Regions from separate parts of the Mus musculus genome. Here all the other regions are linked to region 3. A link is a contact called in public promoter capture Hi-C data. All regions are on one chromosome and are shown on one strand. Each heading gives the region's core, a stretch centred on a gene start, on an enhancer-like site or on the middle of the called end of the contact. The rest is flanking DNA. Distances are from core to core; before and after follow the strand shown. Region 1 holds the start of Limd2 (LIM domain containing 2). Region 2 holds the start of Strada (STE20-related kinase adaptor alpha). Region 3 holds the start of Ace (angiotensin I converting enzyme (peptidyl-dipeptidase A) 1).

Region 1 (4,540 bases), core at 1,247-3,746, 190 kb before region 3:
TGGTTGCTGGGGTTTGAACTCAGAACCTTCGGAAGAGCAGTCAGTGCTCTTAACCACTGAGCCATCTTGCCAGCCCTAGTATTAGATTTTGCCTTGGCAAAATTATCAGAAAGGGTACCAGTGCTGGCAACTAGCCAAGCCCACCTCTGGGCAGCAAGGGGTGGAAGATTTTGTCTTGTAACCTGATGTTTGTCTCCTTATGGTTGGTACTAATACCCAGCAAGTGTAACCCAAGAACCTGTCGTCCTGGCTGGCAGCCAGGGATGAGGAGCAAGGGGACCTGTTCTGACCTTGTTCCTGTGCATGCCCACGTGTACAACCCCAGCTCAGCATTTTCCACCTTGCCAGTCCCCTGGGTGAGGCCCTCACCTCTGGCTGAGGTCTTATGCCCCTTTTTTCTGAGAATTCTCAGACCATCAAATGCTCCCCAAGGAAACTTTATGTTTTCTTAGGAAGTTTTACAGTTGAGGCTGGGAGTCCAGCTTGGTTGGCAGAGTACTCACACAGCAGACGTGAAGTGCCATGTCGTGTGTCCCCCCCACCCCCCAGACAGGGTTTCTCTGTGTAGCCCTGGCTGTCCTGGAACTCACTCTGTAGACTAGGCTGGCTTCGAACTCAGAAATCCGCCTGCCTCTGCCTCCCCAGTGTTGGGATTAAAGGCGTGTGCCACCACCGCCTGGCAAGCGCCATGTTTTGCTCCCCAGCTCCTCAGGACTCTCTCTACTGGGCATGGCTCAGAGTACTTTATAAACCTAGCACTTGGGGGTAGAGGCGAGAGGATGGGATTGAACATCACCCTTTGCTACATAGCTGGTTTGAGTCCCGCCTGGGCTAGAGATCTTGTCTAACAACTACAGAACATTTAAAGAAACTTTAAAAAAATTTTCCTACTGGAGGTAGGCTAGGGGACCTGAAATGGCATGTGACAGAAGCTCATGTGACACTCCAGCGCTTCTAGCCCCTGCCCAACTTTTTCTCAGATACTTAAAAAAATTTTTTGTGTGTGTGTCCGTGTGTACCAGGATATGACTTGTAGCCCTGGGTGGCTTCGAACTCAGAACGCTGGCGTGGGCCCACAGTTAGCTGCTTTCGATCCTTCCTCCTCCTAGCTAACTGCTGACTGTGGTAGCTTTCTCCAGCTCTGCCCACAGATGGTCCCAGCAGGGCGGGCTGCCAATCAGTGCCCCGGAGCAGCTGCCTGGTGTCCCTAAGGGCTTCACCCTTCTTGTACAAAACAGCTCCCTTGGAGAATCTGATGATAGGTGTGGATAATTTTTCCTAGGAAGAGTCACCCCTAGTTGTGGAGGAACACCCATTACGAAGTCCAGGCTGAGCCTCAGTGCAGGCAAACATCGACCTGAGGCTGAGGGAGAAAAGCGAAGCTCAGCGTGGGTGCATTAGCACCACAGTGGGGCGCGGGTGGGGATGGGTGATGCTGCCTGCTGCCTCCCTGTTCCCCTGCCAGGCAGGAGGCGGTAAGTTGTTCTGTTCCCTGACACGCGTGGGCCTGCGCTAGAGCCACCAGTTTTATTCCTGTTACAGGGGTGTGGAAATATGTCGCCGAGGGCTGTGTGAAGACAGTCTCCAGCTGGGCTTCAGGCAAAGCCCTCAGCAGAAGTCTGTGCCCTAGATGCTGCTGCCTAGAGTCCTTCCCCTCAACCTGCTGTGCAGTGGGCTGGGGCGGAGCGGCAAAAGCAGCTCTTGTTGCACTTTGTTCTCTAAACAACTCCAGCCTAAATGGCTCTCTGCTCCCTTCGGTGGAACAAGGTGTGCTTGATGCAAGGAAGTGGGTCCTTTCAGATAGGGGCTTGACCTGGGCCATGGCAAGGCCCGAGGTTACTAATCCCACAAAATCTGGTCACAGAAACCATTTAGGATGTCGAGCTTAAGGGGGCTGGTGATTTCGGAAACCACAAGGCTGCAGTTCTCGGATAGCGGATCTGTCACACCCCTTCAGTAGTGACATGGGCCCACCGCCGGCTCCCTTGGCCTAACATCGGGGTATACGGAGGGACTACGAGCCGCCTCCATCTTCCTCTGTAGGACTCCGTGGCTGCCAGTGGACCTGCCTCCCGAGTCCCCACAGTGGGGTGCCTCAAACTACTGGGTCTTAAGAGCGCAAGAAGGGGGCGGAGCTAATGGGACTGCGTTCACAACGGCTAACGGGTAAACCGAGGCAGTAAAGGCCCAGGCCATTTCTGAAGGTCCGCGCCGGAAGAGCCTTGCGTGTCGATCGCAGGCTGAACTCGTCTCCTCCCGAGATCTGCGATTCGGTCCCCGCCGTCGTCCCTTCTCCACGAGCGGCAGAGGAGGTTGGCTCCGGGAGGCGGGAGAGCGCGGGCTGTGAAAGCGATGTGGGGGCAGACAAAGGCGGGGGGACGGCGAGCAAGGGAAAGACAAAGCACAGAGGGGGGTCGGCGGCGGCTTCTCCCGGAGGCGGCCCCGGGCGCGCGGAGCCAATGGGCGGGCGCGGGGCGGGGGCCGGCGGGGGCGGCGCCGCGGTGAGGCGGCGGCTGCCGCTCGGGGACCACTGGCAGCGGCGGCAGCTCGCGCCCGCGCCACTTGCACCCGAGGCGGTCCCGCAGCGACCGACCCCCGCCCCGCGGCGCAGGCCGGGCCCGGTGAGACCCACGGCGGCCGGGGGGAGGGGCGCGGAGCGTTGCGGGGCCGACGCCGCCTGGCGGTTCGCGCGTTGCGCTCGCGGGGATCCCGAGGCTCGCGTCGGTCCCGTAGGGCCGGCTCGTGGTGGGGTGGGGTTTCGGGGTCTGGGGTCCCGAAGAGCGGGCGCGGGAGGCAGCGCAGCCTGGCCAGGCAGGAGGTCGGGCCCAGCACTGTCTAGGGGCTGGACGTCTAAGCCCGGTGAGGGGGCGCGCGGGTCTGGCGGTACCCTGCCCAGACCTCTGCTGACCTCCCTTCATCCCAGGCGGGGTCTCTGCCTGTGCTTCCCACAGGCAAAGACCGTGGAGCCCCTGTCCCCGGCCACTCTCGCTAACTTTGTTCTGTCTCCACATATGTTTCCACTCAGGGACCCCCTAACCCTTGGGGGCTGTATGAGGGGCGGGTAGGCTGTTGGGGGTGGGTGAGGGGCGGAAGTGGCAAGACCCAGAGCAACAGGAAATGACTTAGGGAAAGTCCCAACCGCAGCCCCCCAACCCCCTGCCTAAAAACACCCCAGCCTGCAGAGTGGGGGAGGGCTCATGGGGCCCCACTGACTGACTTCCCCTTGCAGAACCCTCTTGGCTCGGCATCTCCTCCAGGGCCACCAAGCACCTCTGAAGAGCCATGTTCCAAGCTGCCGGAGCCGCCCAGGCCACCCCCTCTCATGTAGGTGTCCAGCCAGGTGGGGAGGAGTCAAGGGGACAAGAGCAGCTTGTTTGCTTGGCACCTTGTGCCACCTCGAGTGCCCCTGGGATGTGGGCTGGGCCACCGGAGAGCTGACCCCTCTGACTCTTCCTCTTCCCCCAGGAAGCCAAAGGCAGCAGTGGCAGCAGCACGGTACAGCGGTCTAAGGTAGGGTCCTAAGGGTGGGTGTGGGCAGAGGAAAGGGTCGGCGCTAACCCGGCTTCTTGCTAAGTGTACTCTGCTCCTACTCCACAGTCCTTTAGCTTGCGGGCTCAGGTGAAGGAGACCTGTGCAGCCTGCCAGAAGACTGTGTACCCGATGGAGCGGCTGGTGGCAGACAAGCTCATTTTCCACAACTCTTGTTTCTGTTGCAAACACTGCCACACCAAACTCAGGTGCGCTCCTGCCCTGTCCCGGCCTGCCCACCTACTTGCCCACCCTTACCCTACCTTCCCGCCCTGCCCCAGACTGACCCAGATGTTCTCTGCTTCCACAGCCTGGGCAGTTATGCTGCAATGCACGGTGAATTTTACTGCAGACCTCACTTTCAGCAGCTGTTTAAGAGTAAAGGCAACTACGATGAAGGGTTTGGTCGTAAACAGCACAAGGAGCTCTGGGCCCACAAGGAGGTGGACTCAGGCACCAAGACGGCCTGAGACCCCTTTAACACCCATTCCCTCCCAGCACATGGCCTCCCGCTGGGCAGTGGAAAGGAGATTAACCCGGGGGCGCGGGGTGGGAGAGGATGAGGCTCCCTCACACAGGTTTCAGGCATAAGGCTCTGCTCCAGGATTCCTTACTTTTCCCATGGGAGGTTGGCGTTGGGAACCAGAATTGGAATTTTCACCATACTGTGTCCTTTAGTCCACCTCATCTCACCCCACGGCTCCCTGGGAGGCCCACAAGCCCAGCTTCCCTACTTAGGTGCCTTTTCTCCAGCAAGGAGTCAGCATGCCCTCCTCAGGGTCCCAAGCTCCCTCACTGCCACCTGGGCCTTGTGTACCCCCTTGTCTCCCCATCTACCTCTGCCCCTTAGCCTGGTAATGAGCCACAGAGACTGGAAGAGGGAGAGTGCCATCTACTGGGCCTCATAGATGCCACCTCGCTGAGGGGGGAGGGCTGGGGAAGAGGCAAGACAGCCTGCAGCCTTCAGGGTCTGGGGGTCCCTTGCACCACAAAGCTAAAGCTCTTGCTAGAG
Region 2 (4,346 bases), core at 1,194-3,693, 230 kb before region 3:
CAAGGCCTCCTCCGTGTTGGGTGAGCACTCTACTGATACACATCCAGCCCTCCTATTCCAGTGCGTTTATCAAGGCTCTTTTGTCTTCCTACTCCTTTCTAAAATGGCTATTTGAAAGCTCATATTAGGTAGTAGAATGTAAAGTGCTTAAGGACGTATGGTGGCAAATACCTAGCAGATTAAGTAATTCTAGTCGACTTGTTCTACACCACAAAAAAAAAAAAAAAAAAAAAAACAGCAGCCAGTAGAACAGCAGCCAGTTTTCCAAGTCAATTTCAGAAAGCACTGGGAATCTTTTAGCACCTAACACTAATACTTCAAAAAGCATCAGGAGCCTGTACTTCCCTGGACTCACACTCTAATCTCTGTTGACCTTTTAGTATACAGTTTACTATGACTCAGTAAGACTGCTGGATGAGAAGCTGTGCATTTGGCCACTCACACAGTCACAGTAGAGTCTGGGGTTCTCTGAGCAGTTACTGTGGGCAGCCATCCAGTTGGTAAAATCTTTTAGCCACACTCAATTTGTAACATCCTGTTAGAAAATGTGTTGGCTGGGTCACTAGGTATAGATGAAATACCCAGTGTTTACACATCCTATTGTAATGACTGTAAGAGGCTTTAGGGCTCAGGCATTTGTCCAGAATGCTGTGAAGCCCTAGGTTCAATGTCTAGTACAGTCCAAAGAAGGGGAAGGGAAAGAAAGGAGAAAGAAAAACTCAATTTGAGGTTGCCTTGGCAATTAGAGCCCGGCGCAGTGGTTCACACCTATAATCCCAGAAGAGACGGGGTTTACCAAATTTAAGGCCAGTCTGGTTAGCCTGGACTAGATGTGAGACCCTGTCTCAGAGTTTGGGGCTGGAGAGCTGGGTCAGCAGAAAGATGCATTTGCTGCTCTTGGAAAGGATCAAGCACCGGCAACTATCTGTCACCCCATCCAGTTCCTCCGCCTGCTTCTGCGCGCACATACACACACACACAAGTACATTCAAGTACAAGTACACACACAACATATGAAAAAATAAAAACCGAAGCTTGACACCTTTTCAGGTATTGCTTTCCCTAATATTCTGGATTCCAAAGACCATGTGAACTGGCAGAAACTGCATTTTCCTCCAGTCCCCTTGCTTTTTGTGAGTTCGTGATGTTTGTTTGATGATGAAATGTGGTGAGACTGAGAACAAATTTGGCATGTTAAACGCACTAGGCAAGGTTACAGCTGTGTGTAAAACATTGAGATCTTCAGGTGAGGGTAGTGTGCGTTTCCAAGTTCCTGTATGATGTGGCCAAACTTAAAATTCTTGGAAGTTAGTCGACTGGTATAAATCTGAGACAGGAAAAAAAACAAGTATTCATTACTTGACAGTATGTACACAGATGTATTGGGCCCTCACTCCACAGTAACTGAAGTGACTAAAAATCACTTCATGATAAAACGGAGTCCTCATTTTATTAGTCCTATATGGTTTGGCCCCTGCTGTCTTTTTTCATAAAGGCAAACTCATCACAGGTTTCTGCTAATAGAGGACATACCACCAAGTCTTTAATCCCATCCCAGCAGAGGCAGAGGGAAGCTGATCTGAAGGCCAGTCCAGACTACATGCGACACTATCTCAAAAATACCTCACTACCAAAAAATAGTTATGAAGCACTTAGGGACAAAAAAAAAAAAAAAAAAAACCCCAACAAAAAACAAACCATAGCTCTCGTTTAGTTGAGCTATTTTCTGTGCTTTAAGGAGAAGGAACTTTGGGCACAAAGGGTAAGTTTCCTCTTTGTTGTTCTATTGCCTGAGACTGACCCAAGAAAGACTTGTTTTTCAATTGGAGTCCTACCAGGTGAAATGGCACCTGGGATTTGGGAACCGCAGAGTGTGGGATGAGGGGTGGGAATACCCCTGGTAGCCAAGTCAATAGCTATAGTTAGCCCTTGCCCCTTTTCTTGCTGCTGGGTTAGGAGGGGTACAGAGACTCGAGGGAGACTCTAGGGTCCTTTGGAACTGCAACAATGACAAGGTCTTTCGCTTCCACATACGTGGGGAAACCTGCCTTCGTCCTAGATAAGGAACGACCTCAGCAAAGGGGAAAAAAGACTAGTTAATAACTCTCTCCCTGACGAAGCGACTGCGGGTCTAGCATGTCCGGTAACGGTAACGTGGGATGGAAGCAGAAGCTCTCTCTGGGGAAAAGCGGAGCTTCCTCCACTGGGATGGGTGGGGTGAAGCGAGGCGAGACGAAGCAGAGTCCTTAGTGGGCAGGGGGTAAGGCGGAGCATCTTCTGAGAACCGGGCAAGGCAGGACTTCCTCTGCTGGAGGCAAGAGGCGGAGCTCCCTTCTTGGGTGGGGCAAAGCAGGGCTTCTCCGTAGGGGAGGGGCGGGACTTCCTCCGTGGGGCGGGAGTAGGAGGGGCTTGTTCCGTGAAGGGGAGGGGCGAGGCTCGGCCAGTCTCCCTGGGTCCCTCCACTGCGCATGTCACGTTGCGTACCTCCCTCCCAGCAACCGGCCTGGCGGCAGCGCGGCTACAAAACTGAGGAGGCGGAGCCGAGACGGAGTCGGTACTGCGCTCTGACTCCTAGACCAGGTACCCGGTGGCGGAGCCGCCTGGTGCGCTCCCAGGGATAATCCCTCTTGCCAGACTCCGAGTCCGTGTCCTCGGGGGTGAGCCTCAAGTGGCCATCCCGGCTCACCCTCGCCCTCCTCTGGCCCTCATTTAACCTGGGTTCTGGGTTCCCGCATTGAGGTTACAGCCTGAGAGCAAAATTAGGCTTGGGCCTGGCTGGGGAGATGCTGAGCAGAGTTGCCGGACCGGAGAGGCTAGCTACCGCATGGCCTCCCCACCTTTTCCGGGGCTTCCAAATGGGGTTGAGTTCTCATACGGAAGCAAGATCAGAGCTATTCTCTGCTTTGGTCAAAACGAAGAGTTTCTAAATGTGTTGTCTTAAGTGTCCCAGCAGTTTTGGGGACCGAGTATGGTGGCGGAGAGTGAGCATGACAGAAGGGGAGTGGCTAAATAAAATTGTTCATAATTTTAGGAAATAGATAACTTCTCAACTCAGTCTTCTGCTAAGACCCTAAGGTACTTCAATTTGACCCCTTTCTCCCAGACGGTTGGACTCGGTCTTACTGAAATACCCGTTGAAGTAGAACTATGTTCCAGTGTTTGGATGGGTCTTCATGATAGTTGATAACCTTATCCGGAGGTACCCAACACCTGAGACTGACTCAGATCCTTGAGGGTTGATTAACCAAATTTGAGACTGTGGGCGTGGCTCAGCGCCTGAGTTCTTGATTAACATCAGTGCGGACTTGCTTTCCATTCTCCACACTACCAAAAAGAAAATTGCTAACTTGCTTCTGCCGTAGTGCAGGAACTTAATAGTTTAACCATTAGTTATAGTACGGAAACTGGTCAACTCTCTTCACCCTTTAATTAGGTTTCTTAGAAGATTTTTTGGCTGGGTTTATAGTTGTGACCTCCGACATAAAGTTTGGAGGACCAGCGGTAAAAATAGAAGAAAAAAAAGTCTGTCAGAACAAGTGAATTCTCCTATCGGTACCTGTTGTAGTGGGAGAGATAATGAGGCGATAGTATGGTTGGGTGGTTGGAGAGGTGTCTCTGTAGATAGGAAGATATGCTGCCGTCTCCAGAACTCATGTAGAGAGCCATGTGTGGCCATGAGCCTGTGACAAGAGAAACACCAGAGCTTGCTGGCTGTCAGCCTGTGTCCAGAGTGATAGAGTAGAATACACAATGTCCTTTAGCTTCACCAAGCATAGAAACAGGTACACACATAAATATATACATACATACACACACAAGCACATACATATATATACACATATATACATACATATACACACATTGGTAAGTGTAATAGTTAATGTGAGAGCCAGGCATGATGGTATATGCCTTTAATCCCAGCACTCGGGAGGCAGAGGCAGGCGGATCTCTGTGAGTTCGAGGCCAGCCTCATCTACAGAGTGAGTTCCTGGACAGCCAAGGCTACACAGAGAAACCTTGCCTTGAGGGGAAAAAGCTAAGGTGAGGAATGTAGGTGGTTAGTGGGAGCGCTGCTGTAATAGAGGGTACTGAGTGTCAACAATAGACTGGGGACAAAAAGGGAAGTGGAGTCTATAGACTACACTCTGTCTCTTCTTTTTTTCAAAAGAGACTGTAGCCAAGTGTGATGTTGAATTCCTGATCCTCCTGTCTCTGTCTACTGAGGGCTGAGAATCCACACATGAGCTATCATTCTCAGCTGTGGATTTCTGCCACTTTTACAGCCTTAGCTGGTGATCTTTAAATCCACCAAGCCATCTCTAACCTCCTTTTAAACATCAAGTACT
Region 3 (4,606 bases), core at 694-3,193:
ATGGGGTACCAGTGCCTTTGGTTTACTGACAGACATCATCCTAGAGGTGACCCAAAAGGACCAGGAAACCCCAGCAGAGATTGGACAGGACCATACCTGGGTCCAGGGACCAGCAGGTGGCAGTCTTGTTGGGGAAGCAGACCTTGCCAGTGGAGTAGATTCTGCTCATGTTGCTTAGCAGAGAGTTGTACTGCCAAGTTGGAGTTGAGGAAATATTAGTGACCAAATATTAGCCCCTGGAGTTAATCTTCCCACCCCTTTGGCTGGAAGGAAAAAGCGGCCTGGAGGAAGGATGTGACTCAGACAAGGCCACCCAGTTCTTCCAACCCCTACTATACTGGTGCCCCTTTCAGTGCAAGCAGCCTTTGCAGGTGGTACCCACTGACCAGAGAGCCGAGGCAAGCATCAGCTGGTCTCCAGCTCACAGCGGGCATGAATCCCTGCTATCCCCTGGCCTTTGTGCTGTGTGTGTGTGTGTGTGTGTGTGTGTGTGAGAGAGAGAGAGAGAGAGAGAGAGAGAGAGAGAGAGCACATCTCTCTTTGTATGTGCAATACAATTCTGAGTATGAACTCCAGGGCCTCACACTAGTTCAGCTACCCGCCAGCTCCCGCGTTTGGCTTTCTACTCCACAATACAAAGTGACTTGTCACACCATGCATCTGGAGGGAAAAGCCCATGAACAGCACTCTGTCTCCCCAGATTCCTGATAGCCAAGGTCCAAACAGACTATCAGTCCCTTCCGGTCTGCCGGGCTGCTTTCCCAACCACAATAGGCACCCGGGGAGCTCAAGTTCTGCCTCCACCCTCAGACCCACCTGCTGCCGCTGGGCCAGGGGCAGATTGGCAGGTCCTAGGGTCCGAATAGATCCGATGATCCTTCGCAGCTTTGAGTCAGTAAAGTTCTGCCAAATGGACTCATACAACTCCTTGGCCTTCTTGCCCCAGACCTCTGCAAACTCCTGGCTGACCAGGGCCGCTTCCTCCTGTGCTCACCAGGAGGGTAGAAAGAGTAGCCCAGCTTAGAAAGAGGCTCAGGTAGGAGAGACTACAGAACTGAGAGAGCAGTGGTAGGCTAAGGGCTTCCGGACCCCTTGTTCCTGCAGAGATCCTGTCCTGGGGATGAGCTTGCAGGGGCAGCACCCCTCCTCCTGAGCCCTCTGGTTGGAAAGTGTGGGAATCTAGTTCAAAGGGAACAATGAAGGAGAAAATTGGGGCCAAAGTAGGGGACAGTGAGTGGAGGGCCAGGGAAAGAAACTCAACAGGAGATCAGGCAAATGCCAGAGGGCAAGGGCTCTGCAGCCAAGCTGGGTACCCTGTACGCAGACAGCCATCGCCCCAACCCTTGATGCCGCTTCGGGAGGATTTTGGCCTCTGAGGAGCCAGCTTCATCCACTCCATTCCTGTGTTGGCTTGGATCACGTGCCCAGCCCGTACTGGAGCATCATTGCCTGTCTAATGCGCAGAGCGGGTGGGAGGGTCCGGCCTAATGGCAGGGGTCCCATTAGGGACCTCAGTGCTCAGGGTTGAGGCTGGGGGGCGGGGGGGTTCTGGCGTCTGCTGTCCGCCCTAGGCGACGGACCGCAGGCCTGTGATTGGCCGCTGCGTCCTGCTGCGCCCCGCCCCCGCCCGGGCCCGGGCACCCACCTGGCGTCGCGCGTTCTCCTCCGTGATGTTGGTGTCGTGCGCCCAACTGGCCACGGTGCTCTGGAACATCACCACCTCGGCACTCGAGTTATAGCTTTCAGCGAAAAGCTGCGCCCCTGCCTCGTCCGGGGAAAAGTTGCCCGGCTGCAATCCAGGGTCGAGTGCCGGGGCGGGCGACGGCTGCAGCAACAGCACCAGCAGCGACAGCATCAAGAGCGGAGGCGACAACGGCCACCGCCCCCGCTGGCCGGACGCGGCCCCCATGGCGCGGTGCGCGCGGTGCGGCGCTGCCCCTTCTCTCGTGCCGCGACCGCCCTGCGGATTATAAAACCCAGCCACCACCGCCTCCCGACACACCCCCACCTCCCCGCCCCTCCGCGCTTCCTCCTCGCTCCAAAGTCCCCGGCAGCGCGAACCCGGCTGATTCCCCGCCCGCCCTGGGCAAGGAGAGCCCTGTGGGGCCAGGGAGCAGCCTGGATGGAGAAATGGGGCTAGATCGGGCTCTCTCAGAGGAAGCTAGAAAAGGGTCCCTGCCCGCTGCAAACACTGCTGCGGCCCAACCGTGCCCTCTGGCCGCCACCACGTAGTCTCAGGCCACAGAGCCCAGCAGGCTTGGCATAACCCTCCAAGCCTTTCCGGGCTCTTGAGTGACAAGGGGGCGGGGGTGGCAGGCTGGTGCCACCGGGATGGACTTAAGGTTGCCAGGTCATGGAGGAAAGGGGTCGCCTGCGTGGGCGCGGGAAGTTTAGCTGTCCTGACAGGCGCCTTGGCTAGGTGCTGCAGATGTCAGCAACCAGTTCACCTTGGGCTTCGGTTGTTGGGATGCCTCGAAATAGAGTCTATTCTGCTCTATGAGGGGGAGCCATAGACTAGGCCATCAGCACTGGCATGCCTGCCCCTACTCTTTGGATACACAGCTGTTCAACTCACAAGAACCATCATGTGTGGTCCCAACAGAGCCCTAGAACCTCGCAGTTGCACGCTCTGAAAGCTAAAAAAAAATGTGCCTTAGAGATTACAACAACCCCCTGCTTTTTAAAAATGGAGAAATTACCCCTGAGACAGATTGGCTTCAAGTCACCTCAGGTCTCCACACTCCCAGTCATTTCCCTGTCTCCTCCACCCGTCCCTCAAAGTGACAGGCCTGGGGGAAGGAGAATCAGGTCCTCTAAATGCATCAGCAGCCTGTGAAGTTAACCTCTGAGCACCAGGGCTGTGCCCCCAAAGAGGTGGGCGGACCCTTGTCCTTGCCAGATGGGGTGATGGAGTTCACATGGGAGATTGTGTGACCTGCAAGGACTCAGAGTGAGACTGTGCTGGCCTGTCAGGTGACTTGCTCCCAAAGAGGTCCCAGGGGACGGGTAGAGATGGAGAAAGGAGGAAGGAGCAAGGGGCCACCTGCTGAGAACTTAGGTGGTCCATATTGCTTGGGCTCCCAGGATTTGAGGGCTGTGGGTTTGTGTGAGCTGTTGTGTTTCTGGAGGAAGCAGGCTGTACTGGTGGAGGGTTAGGAGGGGATTCTGAGAGTGGTACCTATGGAGTTCAGAAAGAGGATCCCAAAGAGGAGGGTGGGTGGGCAGGGGTAAGTACAGGCCTTAGCTTGTATTGAGCGCATCTGATTTGTGTTGTTTGTTTTTCTTTTTCTTTTTTCCCCCTCTGTCAGAAACAGAACTGAAAGCAAGGAGAGAGAAAGACAGGGTGGAGCTGGAGGCCCAACTGTCTCTGAAGAGCTCCTGAGTACCAGGCCAGACAGTGGAAGAGCAGGCTGTGCTTTCTGCTGGCTCATTCTCAGGCCCAGCTGTGTGGCAGTGTGACATCCTCTTTACTCTCCGATTAGGGACTAAGTTCAGGAATGAACAGCTCTGCCTTACAGACGTGATGAAATCAAAGGCTCACTACTGTGATAAAATAATCTAACCTTGCTTACTGATAGCCTGGGTACTTGGAGTCGTCACCCTCCTCCTCCCTCAAGGTGACAATGTATTGTAAGAGCTTGTTGAAGCACAGGGCTTTCCACTATGCCATACTTTTGGGGGAGTGGATACAGACTCTATCAATCTGCTTTATTCTCTGTGGGTTTCCCAGAGCTTAGCATGCACCTGTCACAAAGAAGGGAGCACAAGGGTGACATGAATGACTGGCGTTCGAGCACATGCCCCTGGCAGGGAGCTCCCGGTCTCTGCAAGAGCGATCTATGAAGAACCAAACCCCACCAATTTGGAATTTACAGTAATACATTGAATATCGTGATAAATCAAAGTTAAAAATAACTTTCTCTATTTTTAGGGTCTTGTACATGAAGGAGAGGGAACATAAGGAAAATATACCTTACACTTGTATTGCACGTTGGATGTTTCTGTACCCTTATGTGTGAGTGGTATAATTTGACGTTTAGATATCCCCGGGAGGTAGGGAAGTGGTAAGGTTCTCTTTCCCCTGTCAGCTCCCAGGTGCCACAGACTGTGGAGGAGGCCCCCAACCCTGCAGGAAGATCTAATTAGGATGAGGCCAGTGAGGAGTTGTGCAGATCCTGCCCACCTGTGCTCATGCCGCCAATCTCTCACCCTTTAAATCCTTTCCAGTTACTGGTAACTACAGAGCCGAGGGAAAATCCTTAAAAATAAACTCATCACTAAGCATTGGTGGTATTATTCATGGAATCCTTACCCTTGGGAAACCAAGGCAGGAGGACCAAAAGTTGGGAGTCAGCCTGGGCTACATGAGTTCCAAGTCCATCTCGGACTATGTAGGAAGACTTTTCCTCAAACAAACAACAACAAAGCCAAACACACACACACACACACACACACACACACACACACACACATACACATACACACACACACACACACACACACACACACACATACACACACACACACACACACATACACACACATACACACACACACACACATACACACACACACACACACATACACACACACACACACATACACA

What was found. Capture Hi-C pulls out chosen DNA fragments and counts their contacts.
Region 1: a contact with region 3 is called in a promoter capture Hi-C map of pancreatic islet. The contact joins the promoter of Limd2 here to the promoter of Ace in region 3. A contact is called at or near these places in 4 of 39 promoter capture datasets (cranial neural crest, hippocampal neurons, stem cell-derived epiblast-like cells and 1 more), 3 of 484 Hi-C or Micro-C datasets (all in embryonic stem cells), 6 of 115 datasets of contacts at active chromatin or transcription factors (embryonic stem cells and pancreatic cancer cells) and 4 of 9 other capture datasets (adipose tissue, embryonic stem cells, liver and 1 more).
Region 2: a contact with region 3 is called in a promoter capture Hi-C map of adipose tissue. The contact joins the promoter of Strada here to the promoter of Ace in region 3. A contact is called at or near these places in 1 of 39 promoter capture datasets (stem cell-derived epiblast-like cells), 1 of 115 datasets of contacts at active chromatin or transcription factors (large pre-B cells) and 2 of 9 other capture datasets (adipose tissue and liver).

Annotation. Positions count from the first base shown.
Region 1 is chr11:106,158,132-106,162,671 of GRCm38.p6, reverse strand. Limd2 (LIM domain containing 2) reads left to right here and starts at 2,496. Exons shown (of 5, transcript NM_172397.4): 1 at 2,496-2,621; 2 at 3,230-3,324; 3 at 3,466-3,510; 4 at 3,598-3,737; 5 at 3,839-4,540. The coding sequence starts at 3,283. The coding sequence ends at 3,998. Gm10840 (collagen alpha-1(I) chain) reads right to left here and starts at 3,284. Exons shown (of 2, transcript XM_030246469.1): 1 at 3,214-3,284; 2 at 1,513-2,912. The coding sequence starts at 3,284. The coding sequence ends at 2,111.
Region 2 is chr11:106,191,700-106,196,045 of GRCm38.p6, reverse strand. Strada (STE20-related kinase adaptor alpha) reads left to right here and starts at 2,443. Exons shown (of 13, transcript NM_001252448.1): 1 at 2,443-2,580.
Region 3 is chr11:105,965,285-105,969,890 of GRCm38.p6, reverse strand. Ace (angiotensin I converting enzyme (peptidyl-dipeptidase A) 1) reads right to left here and starts at 1,943. Exons shown (of 25, transcript NM_207624.6): 1 at 1,646-1,943; 2 at 817-984; 3 at 97-190. The coding sequence starts at 1,909. It overlaps Gm11651 (predicted gene 11651), which reads left to right. Exons shown (of 3, transcript NR_104047.1): 3 at 3,315-4,284.